Linked DNA regions of Mus musculus: all the other regions are linked to region 3. The links are chromatin contacts, called in public promoter capture Hi-C maps. All regions are on one chromosome and are shown on one strand. Each heading gives the region's core, a stretch centred on a gene start, on an enhancer-like site or on the middle of the called end of the contact. The rest is flanking DNA. Distances are from core to core; before and after follow the strand shown. Region 1 holds the start of Mrps35 (mitochondrial ribosomal protein S35). Region 2 holds the start of Ints13 (integrator complex subunit 13). Region 3 holds the start of Casc1 (cancer susceptibility candidate 1). Region 4 holds the start of Itpr2 (inositol 1,4,5-triphosphate receptor 2).

The links. Promoter capture Hi-C pulls out the DNA fragments that hold promoters and counts their contacts. Capture Hi-C pulls out chosen DNA fragments and counts their contacts.
Region 1: a promoter capture Hi-C map of erythroid cells shows a contact between it and region 3, with 16 times the contacts expected there. The contact joins the promoter of Mrps35 here to the promoter of Casc1 in region 3.
Region 2: a contact with region 3 is called in a promoter capture Hi-C map of pre-B cells, with 11 times the contacts expected there. The contact joins the promoter of Ints13 here to the promoter of Casc1 in region 3. A contact is called at or near these places in 4 of 39 promoter capture datasets (the C10 cell line, embryonic stem cells, hippocampal neurons and 1 more), 2 of 484 Hi-C or Micro-C datasets (bone marrow-derived macrophages and uterus), 2 of 115 datasets of contacts at active chromatin or transcription factors (extraembryonic endoderm stem cells and pro-B cells) and 1 of 9 other capture datasets (adipose tissue).
Region 4: a promoter capture Hi-C map of liver shows a contact between it and region 3, with 3 times the contacts expected there. The contact joins the promoter of Itpr2 here to the promoter of Casc1 in region 3. A contact is called at or near these places in 3 of 39 promoter capture datasets (embryonic stem cells, neural stem cells and pre-B cells), 1 of 115 datasets of contacts at active chromatin or transcription factors (astrocytes) and 2 of 9 other capture datasets (liver and macrophages).

Annotation. Positions count from the first base shown.
Region 1 is chr6:147,041,167-147,044,191 of GRCm38.p6, forward strand. Mrps35 (mitochondrial ribosomal protein S35) reads left to right here and starts at 1,604. Exons shown (of 8, transcript NM_145573.2): 1 at 1,604-1,734. The coding sequence starts at 1,629.
Region 2 is chr6:146,576,452-146,579,228 of GRCm38.p6, forward strand. It overlaps Ints13 (integrator complex subunit 13), which reads right to left and starts at 1,384. Exons shown (of 18, transcript NM_138757.2): 1 at 850-1,384; 2 at 1-9. Fgfr1op2 (FGFR1 oncogene partner 2) reads left to right here and starts at 1,460. Exons shown (of 7, transcript NM_026218.2): 1 at 1,460-1,757.
Region 3 is chr6:145,209,719-145,212,418 of GRCm38.p6, forward strand. It overlaps Casc1 (cancer susceptibility candidate 1), which reads right to left and starts at 1,252. Exons shown (of 16, transcript NM_177222.4): 1 at 1,089-1,252. The coding sequence starts at 1,091. It overlaps Etfrf1 (electron transfer flavoprotein regulatory factor 1), which reads left to right and starts at 1,429. Exons shown (of 3, transcript NM_133688.3): 1 at 1,429-1,534.
Region 4 is chr6:146,500,774-146,503,473 of GRCm38.p6, forward strand. It overlaps Itpr2 (inositol 1,4,5-triphosphate receptor 2), which reads right to left and starts at 1,450. Exons shown (of 57, transcript NM_019923.4): 1 at 1,014-1,450. The coding sequence starts at 1,105.

The DNA.
Region 1 (3,025 bases), core at 354-2,853, 1.8 Mb after region 3:
CCTGCCTGGAGATTGGTACTTTATCTGGAAACAGATGAGCTTTGTTCACATGCTTTTTAAAAAGAACTTAGTTTTTATTGAAAATTATCCCTCATATTAACCTAGGCTTCAAATTAGTAAACGACCATTAAAAAAAGAAGGCTTAAAGTTTTTCAATTGTTCTACCCAGAATTACCTATGTAATCTGTAGAGATCAATGAAAACTGAAAATGTGGAGTCCCCTTGCAGAATTTAATAAGAACATAAGCCACCAGTGGATGATTGTACTTCCAAAGCCTTTCCAGCTGAAAAATTACAGTTTAGAAACTTCTGCTGGCAAACTAATACATGCTTTATACTGTAAACCATCTTTGCTTACTGATACTTTATAAAGGAGTTACTTGTAAAGATGATTTTTAATCTGTGTGTGTGAGCCATAGGACTGTGCACATGACTGCAGGTGCTCATGGAAGCCAGAGCCTATGAAGCAAGAGCTACTTAAGGTTATGGGCCTTTCTGCACTGGTCTAAGGAATCCAGTTCTGGTCCACCGCAAAAATAATACATGAAAAGACAAGGTCAAAATTTAAACTCGAACAATCTAGTTCAAAAGGCCACTTGAACAAACAAACAAAGTGGTAGGGGTGCAGCCACACTGTGCCATTGTGTTGTCCCCTCATCCCCCAAGGCCTTTGCCTCTGGTGCTTGTTACTTTCTCTGTTGGATGGCAGTCATTTAAGAAGTATAACGGCATTGGGGCATGATGGTGCATGCCTTTAATCCCAGCACTCGGGAGGCAGAGGCAGGCGGATTTCTGAGTTCGAGGCCAGCCTGGTCTACAAAGTGAGCTCCAGGACAGCCAGTGCTACACAGAGAAACCCAGTCTCGGAAAAAAACAAAACAAAAAAACTATAAAGACTGCTAAAATGTTAAAGCCTTACCCCTGGAGTTTAACCCTCAGAACCTAGGTGGTGATGGGATAGAACCAAAGAACTAATTCCCTTAAACTGTTCTCTTACTAGTGCACACACACACACACACACACACACACACACACACACACACACACACACACACAGAGTAATTAAAAGCTAGGTGTTATGCTATATTCCAGCAATTGGGAGACTAGAGCAGCATGATTGTAAAGAAAGAGAAAGGGCAGAAGGAGAAGGAAGAAAATGGAACAAAGAAAAAAATGGGCTGAAGAGGTGGAGAGGTGGTGCATTGATTAAGCAGGGACTACTCTTCCAAGGGACTAAGGTTCGGTTTCCAGCATCCACGAGGAAGCCCATTATTTCCCTAACTCCATGTCCGCTGCTGGCGCAGTGAGCAATACAGGCACATGGTGTGCTGATATGCAGGAAAACACCGATATACATAAAATATACAAATAAACGGGAAAGGAGAAAAACGTCTTAGAGCAGCCATTAAAACAAACAAACAAACAAACAAACAAACAAACAAACAAACAGGCCAGTAGACGTAGACTGTGAGACTTCTAGGTCAGAGTCCCCATCATTCCACAACAGTCAACCAAGAGCCACAGCTCCACTATCCCTTTGCCCAGTGCTCTTCCGTTCCCAGGTTACACACTTCCGGTCCCGCCCCCTCCCGGCGGTGCTTGTCCGCTCCGGCTCGCCGTCCTTTATCATGGCGGCCGCCGCGCTGCAGCTGAGGCAGACCCTGTGCCCGGGAGCGCGCGTCCTGCGCACCTTCTCCTCGGTCGCCAGCCCCGCGGCTCCGAGAGCCGGCCCGCGTGAGTGTGGGTGCGTCGCTGCGGGCTGGGGGGCGGGGAGAAAGGAGGCCGTGCGCTCCGTGACCTTCCTGTGTTTTTCTGGAGGTCGTCGCGCATTTCCACGAGTGCGTTCGCTGAGCCCGGCACACCGCAGGGGTTCGGGGCGCACTGTAGTGTGAGAGGCGGTGCAAGCGTGGGGCTGGAGGGAATGCAGCGATGGGAGCCGCGTGCAAGAGTGGGCAGCAGGAAAGGCTCGGCCAGGAGCGGGCACCTGCCCACCAGGGCCTTCCCCGCCGCCTCTCCTGCAGGGCATGCTTCTTCCTTCCGCGCTCGCTCTCCTGCAGACCTGCTCACAGCACGTCGTGCCTTTCCACTCCCTTGTTGAAAATCCACAAATGGTTTCCGGGCAAATTATAGATTACTTAATACATCATAGTGGCTCCTCATAGTCCTAAGATGTGTCTATCCCCAAGTTTTCGCTCTTTTATTCTCTTAAGTGTGTTAGGCAGAGTTGCAGAGGTTAGCAGTCTATCAAAGTTTTGAAGTAGCGCGTAGACACAGGTAAACGGTAACAATAAAACTTATTATCACGAAGAAAAAGAAAGCACAGTATTGAAAACGATATGCTGTTGAAGAAGTGGCTATAAGGTAGGATGGAATAGTGAGGAGAAACCTCCCAGAGGAAAAGATGTTTGAGCAGTCACGACGATTTGAGAGAAGAGCGCTGTTCTTCTCAAAGAGGTTAGACATGATCAAGGAAAAGAAAGGGACACCCGGGCCAGAGGTGTTCAAGTAAAGGGTCGAGTGGCAATCCAAGATGTCAGAGTAGTGGGCTGAGCTTTAAGGATTTGGGGGCGTTTGGTTTTGATTTGAGCTTGGACTTTGTTAGAAGTCGAGGATCACACTATAATAGAGAAGTGACATGGTTTCTACTTGTGAAGGATCTATCACTGGCATCTGCGTGGTGACTCACTTCAGCAGGGTAAGACTGCAAGACCTATTTGGAGGCTGTTGGTATTCCAAGCAAGATGATGGTAACAGTGCAGAAGGTGGTTTGGCTTATTATCGGATGTAGTTTGAGGATGAAGCCAAGTAGGATTTACTGATGGATTTGATGTAGGCCTTGAAGATAAACCCTTTCCTGAGCCGTTGGATGAGTGTTAGTGCCGTTTACAGGGATTAGAAACCCTTTGCTAAGCCTGTCTTGTGGATGCACATTAAATATGGTGACCCTCTTCAGTTGTCTGTCCTTTTTTCAATATCAGCCATACTGAGTCTGAGTTCATTTACTTGTTTCTATTTTTTGTGCTCT
Region 2 (2,777 bases), core at 134-2,633, 1.4 Mb after region 3:
TGTTTTAACCTGTAAAAGGATAAACAAACTAGTCAAAACGATGACACATAACATTTATCATAAATGATTTCTCACTTAAGTGTGTTTTCAAGATTTGATACGGATCCTAAGTTCTGAGAATTTTGTGCAAAAAAGGCCAAAGTAATGGTGCCAGTTCAAAGAATATGCCACATCATACCATGCAGTCTATCTACCAAATGAAGTTAGTTCATACTTCTTTTTTTCTTTTACAAAGCACTTAAAATAGAAGAAAACATCTGTGCACATTGTATTTGATTCTTATGCCTACAAATCACAGATCTAATTCCTCAAATGTATTTATGGTGATCCTTGTTAGGGGCTAAGGGAAATCAACAGGAAAAGACTGACAGCAAAAGTACAACCCAAAATAGACACACATCTCCTACGGTAACTGCATATTGCGTCTTTCTATGGCTTCAAACTCATCCTCTCCCTCCACTTGCAATACACTACAGTAATTCACCACGTAGACCACAACAAGCAGATGCTATCCCATGCTGGCGAAGAGAAAACACTTCTAAAACTTTTTCTTATAAACACAGAACATGTGGTGCACTGCCCTGCTTCGCTCCTAAAATTTTACAGACCAAAAAAAAAAAAATTTTTTTTTTAAACCTACATTCTAAAGCACCTGGGAAACAGCAAGTGTTCAAGGTAACAAACCACCTTAGGGTCCCGCTATTACCTCCTGCTGCTCTGGAACGCACCGCCCCTCCCCGCCAAAGTCCCTGTCTGCAAACCTTCTGCACACACCTGACTGCAAGGGGGGTGGGGGGCGGCGAACGAGGTGAGTGGATGGGGAAGACCTCGGCATCGAGGTTCGCTTACTTTCGTGCCTGGTCCTGCAGTGAATGAACGGAGGCTGAGAGAGAAGGCGGACGAGGGTGGGTGGGGAGTCGGCGCACAGTCGGTCTGGTACAACCCGCAGAAGACTGACTGCCCGGCTCATCTCCCAACACTCCGGCTGCTTAAACGCAGGGGCGCGCGCATGCGCGTGCAAGCACAAGAGCGCACTCGGACTCGCGCGTGCGCACGGCGCTCTCGCACAGCCCCGCCATCTTCCCTTCTCCTTAGAAGCCACCAGAGGCCGAACCGGAAGAGGGCGGAGCAAGTGAGGGGAAAAAAAAAGCCTTTAACATTTGTTCCCAATCAACCGTAGGGAAGAACGGTCAGGACGACCCGAGAGATCCCCCCACAAAGTACTAAGCCACGGCCGGGACAAGCCAGCCTCGGCTCTGGACAGGCAGAGCCTACCCACCCAACCTCCCCTCTCCGCCTCCAGTCCGGGCCGGTAGCCCCTCGGAAAACACGCGAGAGTGTGCGAGCGGCAGAGCAAAACCTTGAGAGGGGGGCGAGGAGAGAAGCCCCGCCCCCTCCCCGTTCTCCAATCAACGGCCAGCCGTTTACCGGGGGTGGGGCCTTCGGGAACCAGCAGAGGGAAGTCTCGCGAGGCTTGTCGCTCAGCGGCTGCGGGTCGCGGAGGTTCTGGTCCGCCCGGGATGGGGCCGAGACGAGTGGGTTTCCCGTACGTCCCGCCGCTGTGTGAGCAGGACTGTGCGTCCGCTCGCTGAGCAGGCGCAGCGAGGGCGCGGAGACCACTCCGTGGGCACTCCACCTCGCGGGTGGTCGTCGCCCCAGGGGGACTGAAGCGCAGTGGAATAACTACACGCGTGGGCGAGCCTCTGAGCCGGGCTTCCTCTCTCCGTGCTCTCCCTGAGGTCCTGCCGGGAACTGAGGTACGGAAAGTTCCCTGAAAACCCTGGGCCTGCACGCCGCGGGACACCCCTTCCGGGTTCCCCTTCCTGCCACTCGGGAGCTCCGTGGGCGGTGGCCTGAGGGACTTGTCACTGTTGAGTTTACCTCAGCACACTTGACCGCGTTTGCGCCTGGGACTTAGCCACGGTCCTGAGGGAGCTGCTGGGATCGTTTGAGTCCCTCAGCGGCCTTCCAAATTCGGTTTCAAGTTGAAAAACTGGTTTTCTCCAGACAAATGTTTCAGAAGCTCCAAGTGTGTGCATTCCACCATTTTCAAGAACAGTGCAGTTCTCTGCTTTCAGAGTGATGTGTGTGGACAGGATGCTTATTGGTGTGTGTGGTCTGCACGCATTCTTTCTTTATCCCATTCTAAGGTTTTCTTTGAAAGACACATGCTTTTTATATTGCTACCAGCATCTGTGTCTGCTCCTCAAGAGTGAGGACTCTCTTTTCTTCCCGTCCTCCTTTCCAGAACACGGACCTCAGAACTGCCTACGTTCTGTATTCCACTCACACTGCACCAGGTTTTTTTGCTTCTTTCACTGTGACTGTTACAGTTGCCCTTCCTCCACCCCAAACCGGTGTCCCCGCCTCAGCCTTCCATACTTACTGTGACATGTATTCGCCTGAAACTTTTTCAAGTTCTAATTTAAGCATATCGATTCATCAGGGTTTTTTACCATCCTATCTCATCATATTTTACCTTTTCAGTGTCATCTTATTGCCACCCCTAATTCCTTTCCAAACACTGTGCCATGTGAGTCCATATAGTCTGCTAGAATGCTTGCTTTTCCTTCTGTCTTATCATCTATCAAAACCCAATTCATAGATGATTCTTTTTAGACTCCCTCCGGTGACATTGACAGTACAATGAACTCGGATAGCTCTTGACATAGTTTTGCAGTATTCATTAGGATGTATTATTTGTTCAATTACCTGTCTCTCCTGCCAGCTTGAACTTGAGTCTGGAATCATGTCTTATTCATGTTTAAAACAAATGC
Region 3 (2,700 bases), core at 2-2,501:
TTTGACCTGCTTATGAAAAGGGTCTGTAATTATTTCACCCAATTAAGAAGAGCTGATACTGGAACTGGACAGGCCTCTGGCTCAATATGGCTGGTACAGGTTACAAAGAGGAATCTTGGATACAGACCCTCATGAAGAAAATAAGCATCGTATGAAAAAAATGAGTTTACACTGCTACACACTAAAGAACTATTTAGAAGTAGAAGAGAGATCTGAATAAATCCCTGCCCCCATGCTGACACCCTGACCCCAGATGTTCAGTCTCCAGAATGGTGAGGTAAGCAGTTTCTACTGTTTAAGCAAACATGTTTATGGTACTTTGTTTCCTGGAAGCCCCATGATACAGTTAGGTTTGAAGCTGCAACCTCCTGGAATCTACATTTTAAATATTCCCCCAAATGGCTTGGAAGTCTTTGAGAAACAGTGCTATGTAGATAGGAAAAAGAAATTAAATCCACCTTTCGATGTAGCAAATACGTGCTTGTTCTTGTAATTTGCCAGCAGTCTTAACTTGGCTGATGACCCATTGGGGGTCTTGCCAGGGGAGGCCTTCACTACCCATTTCTTCCCACCACTTACAGAAAATACATACTTATATCTTAAAAGAGACTGAAAAGCACCAATCTTTTCTTCTCTCCTACCCTTAATAGCTTGATTACTCCGCTTTAGATACACCAGCTGTTACCTTGGTAAAGCTTGTGTCTGATATTCTGCTTAACTGACAGAGCCGGAGGGCTGTAATATTCTCCTTTGTGTGTCTCTGGCTTCCAGCCAGCAAACACAAATAATGCACTCTGAATCTCCCCTCAACGAGTGTGATAATTGATGATCTCTTGATGGAGAATGGGAAACAACACACGAAATTTGCTCCATATTGTTCTGCGTTGGAATGAAAACTTTTCTGACAAGGCAGTCAGAGCCAAAGTGGGAATGTACATCACCGGAAGCTAGTAAAGTTTAGTCACTGCAAAGATCTGGATCTCGCCACCTCTGGATCGCACTGCCCCTGTCTGCCTGCCCTCCCTCGACAGCGCTGAAGTGGAATCCGCACTTGCCCCTTTCCTGTCTCCCTCACTTTCCTGGCTTACCATGACAGAAGCAGGAACTTTGCTTAGGGATAAGTGAACTCTGCAGAGCAGGAACGCTCACGGTTGTCAAGACGACAGGCCACGCCCACTCACAACTCCCAGTGTTTTGCGAAGGACAACCTGCGCAATCGCACTGTAGTCTTCCGGTGAGTACTGCCCAAGTCGTAGACTGGTTACACAAGCCACACTTCCCACATAAGGTACGCCCACATCGCGGCTTTTACCTAATCCCGCCCATTTCCGCCTGATGCCCCGCCCCAGCAAAGAAAGCGGCCTCGAGTCCCATACACTGCTGCCTGTAGTCCCGCCCTGAGCCCACCCCCGCCTCTCAGCTCCGCCCACTTCCGGCAGACGGTCGGAGCATTTACGGCCGTGGTGCCGCAAAGCGCTGGAGTGAGGCGGTCTGAGCAAGCTGTCGTCTGGACCCCAGACCTGCTGGTGGTGAAGTATGCCTTAGGCGAGGGCTTCCGGGCGTGGGGAGAGCTGCGTCTCACACTGAAACGCAGGCTGACCTGGAACTCGCGGGCATCCCTCAGCTTCCTCCTGAGAGCTGGGGTTATAGCCGAGGCCCGCCACGGCCAGCCTTGTAAAAAGGTTTCTTCCTCGCTTCTTTTGCGTCTGGACGAGCCCTTCCCGGGGGATCTGGGGAATGGCGCCAGCTCACGACTAGGTGAAGCCATAGGTTCCGGGCGGGTCCCCCAGGGAGTCATCTGGCCACAAAGGCGAGCTCCAAGAGGGTCGCTACCTTGATATTAAAGTAGTACAGATTCTTCACTGATCGTGGGAGTTTAGTTTCTATGCAAAGCATTCGCCCTTCTCAAGAGCTGCTCACACACTAGTTTAACGTGACTTCTAAGAACCAGTAAGCCATTGTTGTCCCAAGGTCACGGAGCGCTGTACTGTTGTGGCAGCCTGCAGAATTTCAGCCCTTCTCCATAAGAAAAGGCACTTGAGACGTAGAGGAATGGAGACAGTTCTTTAACCCAACCCCAGCTTACGGCCCGTCTAACCCAAGATAGAGTACTAATGCTCTGTCCCTTACATAAACTAAATGTTCTGTTCAGTAGGACTGACAGCTAGTTTTTGTGGGTTAAGGTCATTGGTTGCACAACACTTAAGACCTTACTGCCCTCCGAACCTTGGTAATGAGATAAAAACTTAACACCTACTGCATATAAATTCAAATTTGTTTTATCTTAGCTGTTGAGGTATGGAAGGTAGCCTTTGTTTTGAATTATTCAACAAAGCAACTACTAGTGTTTAGTGACAGAAAACCTCAGACTAAACTAGGAAGTGGTGTGGAAGTACAGTAATTAACATGGTGACTCAGGAGAAATGGCCTTACTCAAAATCACTGTGTCATTATCAACTTCTCTCCTAAGAGGAAAACTAATAGTAGAGATGTGTTAGATCCCATGGTTCAAGACTCTGTGCATGCTTTTTTGAGTTTTGATGTCCTCTAGTCCCTGGGCAGGATTTGTGAGTAATAAGAGGGCTGCTTTCTGGCATCTCTTCATCTTGACACGGGTTGTACTAGCCCCTCTCTCCTGTCATGTACCTGTACCATCTAAAGGCGTATGGTCGCACAACCTCTGGTATGGGGAAATCTGAC
Region 4 (2,700 bases), core at 200-2,699, 1.3 Mb after region 3:
ACTAAGTACTTCTTTCACACTTCAATCTCAGGAGCAAATAACATGGAAAAGATATTCAATTAAACCTTCCTTCCCACAATCTGTGGGGAAATGAACAAAGAACAGGAACTGTGGAGCCACTGGTGTCCTCCAGAGAAGGCACTGGGCACGCAACACAGTCACAGAAAGGCTCTCTCCCTCACAGCCCGGGGGACAGGACTCCAATACCTAACAGCTGAGAGCAGTCACCAGCCTCAATCTCCTCAGATAAGACAGTCTGAGGCAAGTCCTGTGAAGTAACCAAAAACTACCTGTGCACTAAAATATATCATAGAGTGCAATTAACTGTTCACCAGCGCGAACACCATGAAGGAATTTTCTAGAAACCAGAAATGGTCCTAACCTAACTAACACGCTGCTTTTCTGTATGATATACATCAGTATTTCCCCAGTTCATATACAAACTCGAATCACAAGGGCCTTGCAGTAGGCTGAACTCCTTTCACTGGGCGAAGGGGATGGACAGGGAGAGAGAATAGCTGAGTTCTAGAACCCTGGCTGCCCAGGAGGCCAGTTTTGGCAAAGCCTGAGGAGTGAGTCCTCCTTTGGCAAGGCCAAAAGGAAATTACTTCAGCGAAGAGGGGCTGGTAATCTCCTCCAGCAGGACAAAGCCACATTTGCGCGGTGCACATCGCCTACTTTCATGGCCAAAGCCTGGGACTTCAACCCACCCTTCTTTCCAGCCGCGCGCTGAGAACGGGCCATAGGGAAGATGAGGAGAAAACACACATTTTAATCAAAACAAGGCAGGGAAGGCAGGCTCGCAGGGCCTGTCTGGGGCGTGCGAACCACTTCCTCTTCTCGGATGTGTCTCGGGTTGGAGATTATGAAGTTGCTGAGAAGCGCTCGCGGCTTCCTGCGCGCTGAGACCTAGGGGACCCGGGGCTGTCCCAGGCGCAGACCCCAGACAAGCCGCGCGCCAGAGGGACAGGGACCCGAGTTGGCTGGCGCTGCTCAAAGCACGTCCTGCTTACCCCAGGGTGCTGATGAAGCCATTGACCGAGCCCTCCGCGTACAGGGACACGATGTCCCCAATGTAGAGGAAGCTGGACATTTTGTCAGACATGCTGCTTCACGCTCCTGTGGCTGTCCCTGCTGTCTCCGCTGCACGCAAGGGTGAGCTCAGGCCCGCTGGGTCAGAGGGGTCCAAGCAGCTCTGCTCGAGGAGCGGCAGCGAGGCCACCGCTGGGGACACTGCGATGGCCCCGCGCCGCCGTCGCCGCCCCTGCCCAGCAGTAGGTTTCCTGTTCCTGGCGAAGTTCTGTCCTACACCTTCGCTCCTCCTCCCTGGCCCGCGAGCCCTCTGCGTCCCCACAGTTCGCTCCCGGCCTGAGCGGAGCCTCTAGGTCCCCTTGGGGGACTCTTTAGACCAGGTGGCGGTGCCCACGGACCGAGAGGGCGGGGAGAAGCCCCGGGGAGGGGGGCGCGTGGCCAATCAAGCCTGGGCGGCCAGGGGCGGAGCGGGGCCGGGGCGGGGCCAGTTCTCGGGGGACGGGCCACCCCGAAGCGGCCAGGACAGAGGCGTGGGAGCCACGCTGGGCGGCGCTGCGGGGGTAACGGGGACTCAGCCGGGGGCATTGGTTCTGGCTCAGGGTGATCTTGGAGGGGCAGCCCCGAGACCAGCAGCGACAGTCTGGAGTGACTCCGGGAGGGGAGGGAAGACGACCCCAAGGACCCAGGAGAGACCCAGGACTTTCCAGATGCGGGCTGGGAAGGGGTGCAGTGCAGCCAGCGTAGACAGGACGACCCGGAGCGCGCAGAGACAATCCCTATTTGCAAAAGGCAAGGGACTTAGAGGGGTTTGGAGGAAAACTGCCGACACGAGGGTTCAGATGGAACCGGCCTTGAGGGACGCCGACTGGAAGAGGGCGCAGAGCAACCACGCTGCTTGGAACTTGGCGCGCCGGTGACAGTCCAGCTGAGAGTAGGAGCCCGCAGGCGATGGGGGTGGGAGGGGGTGGGAGTAGGGTGGGTGAAACGCTGTGGTGTTCGCACCACCACGCAGAGGCCTGGAGAATCCTGACCGTAAAAGCTGGAGTCTGAGTGGATGTATGTTTTGAGTGGAAAAGTTAATTGAGAGGGAGGAAAGGGTTGAAGAAGACACAAATGAAGAGAAGAGGAAAGGAGGAAACACTCCTGTGGAGCTGTTCTTGGATCCTGTTTTTCTTAAGTTCATGACTGGATAAAAGGATCCAGCAGCTGCAGCTGCTATGGTGACCACCCTGGTGACCGTCAGTGGGTGGGTCAGCGATGGCAGTGAGGGCTCACAAGTGAGGGTAACTGGGTTCCATCTCCAGGAACCGGTGACAGCCTTTGTAACCCCCCCCCCACACACACACACACAAGGTTATAATAAATAAAACTGGAGGCAGGACATGAGTGGGAGCAACCCCTCTGTTGTGTGTCAGTCCACCTCTAGAGTACTGTTTTAGAAATGTTTGGTCCTACCCTGTGGAAGATACTGAAGAGGCGAATGCCGTGATCAAACCACAGCTGACCAAAATCAGAGTTTAGGGGAGTTTTGCCTTCCAATTCAAAGATGCCTGGGATGGAAAGGTTTTAGACAGCAAGGAACAGAAAGGAAATGCCAGTCTCGAGTCTTGGTGTGGGACAAACCCCACCTTGTGTAGAAGCAGTGTATTCTCATTTCCAATGCCTCTC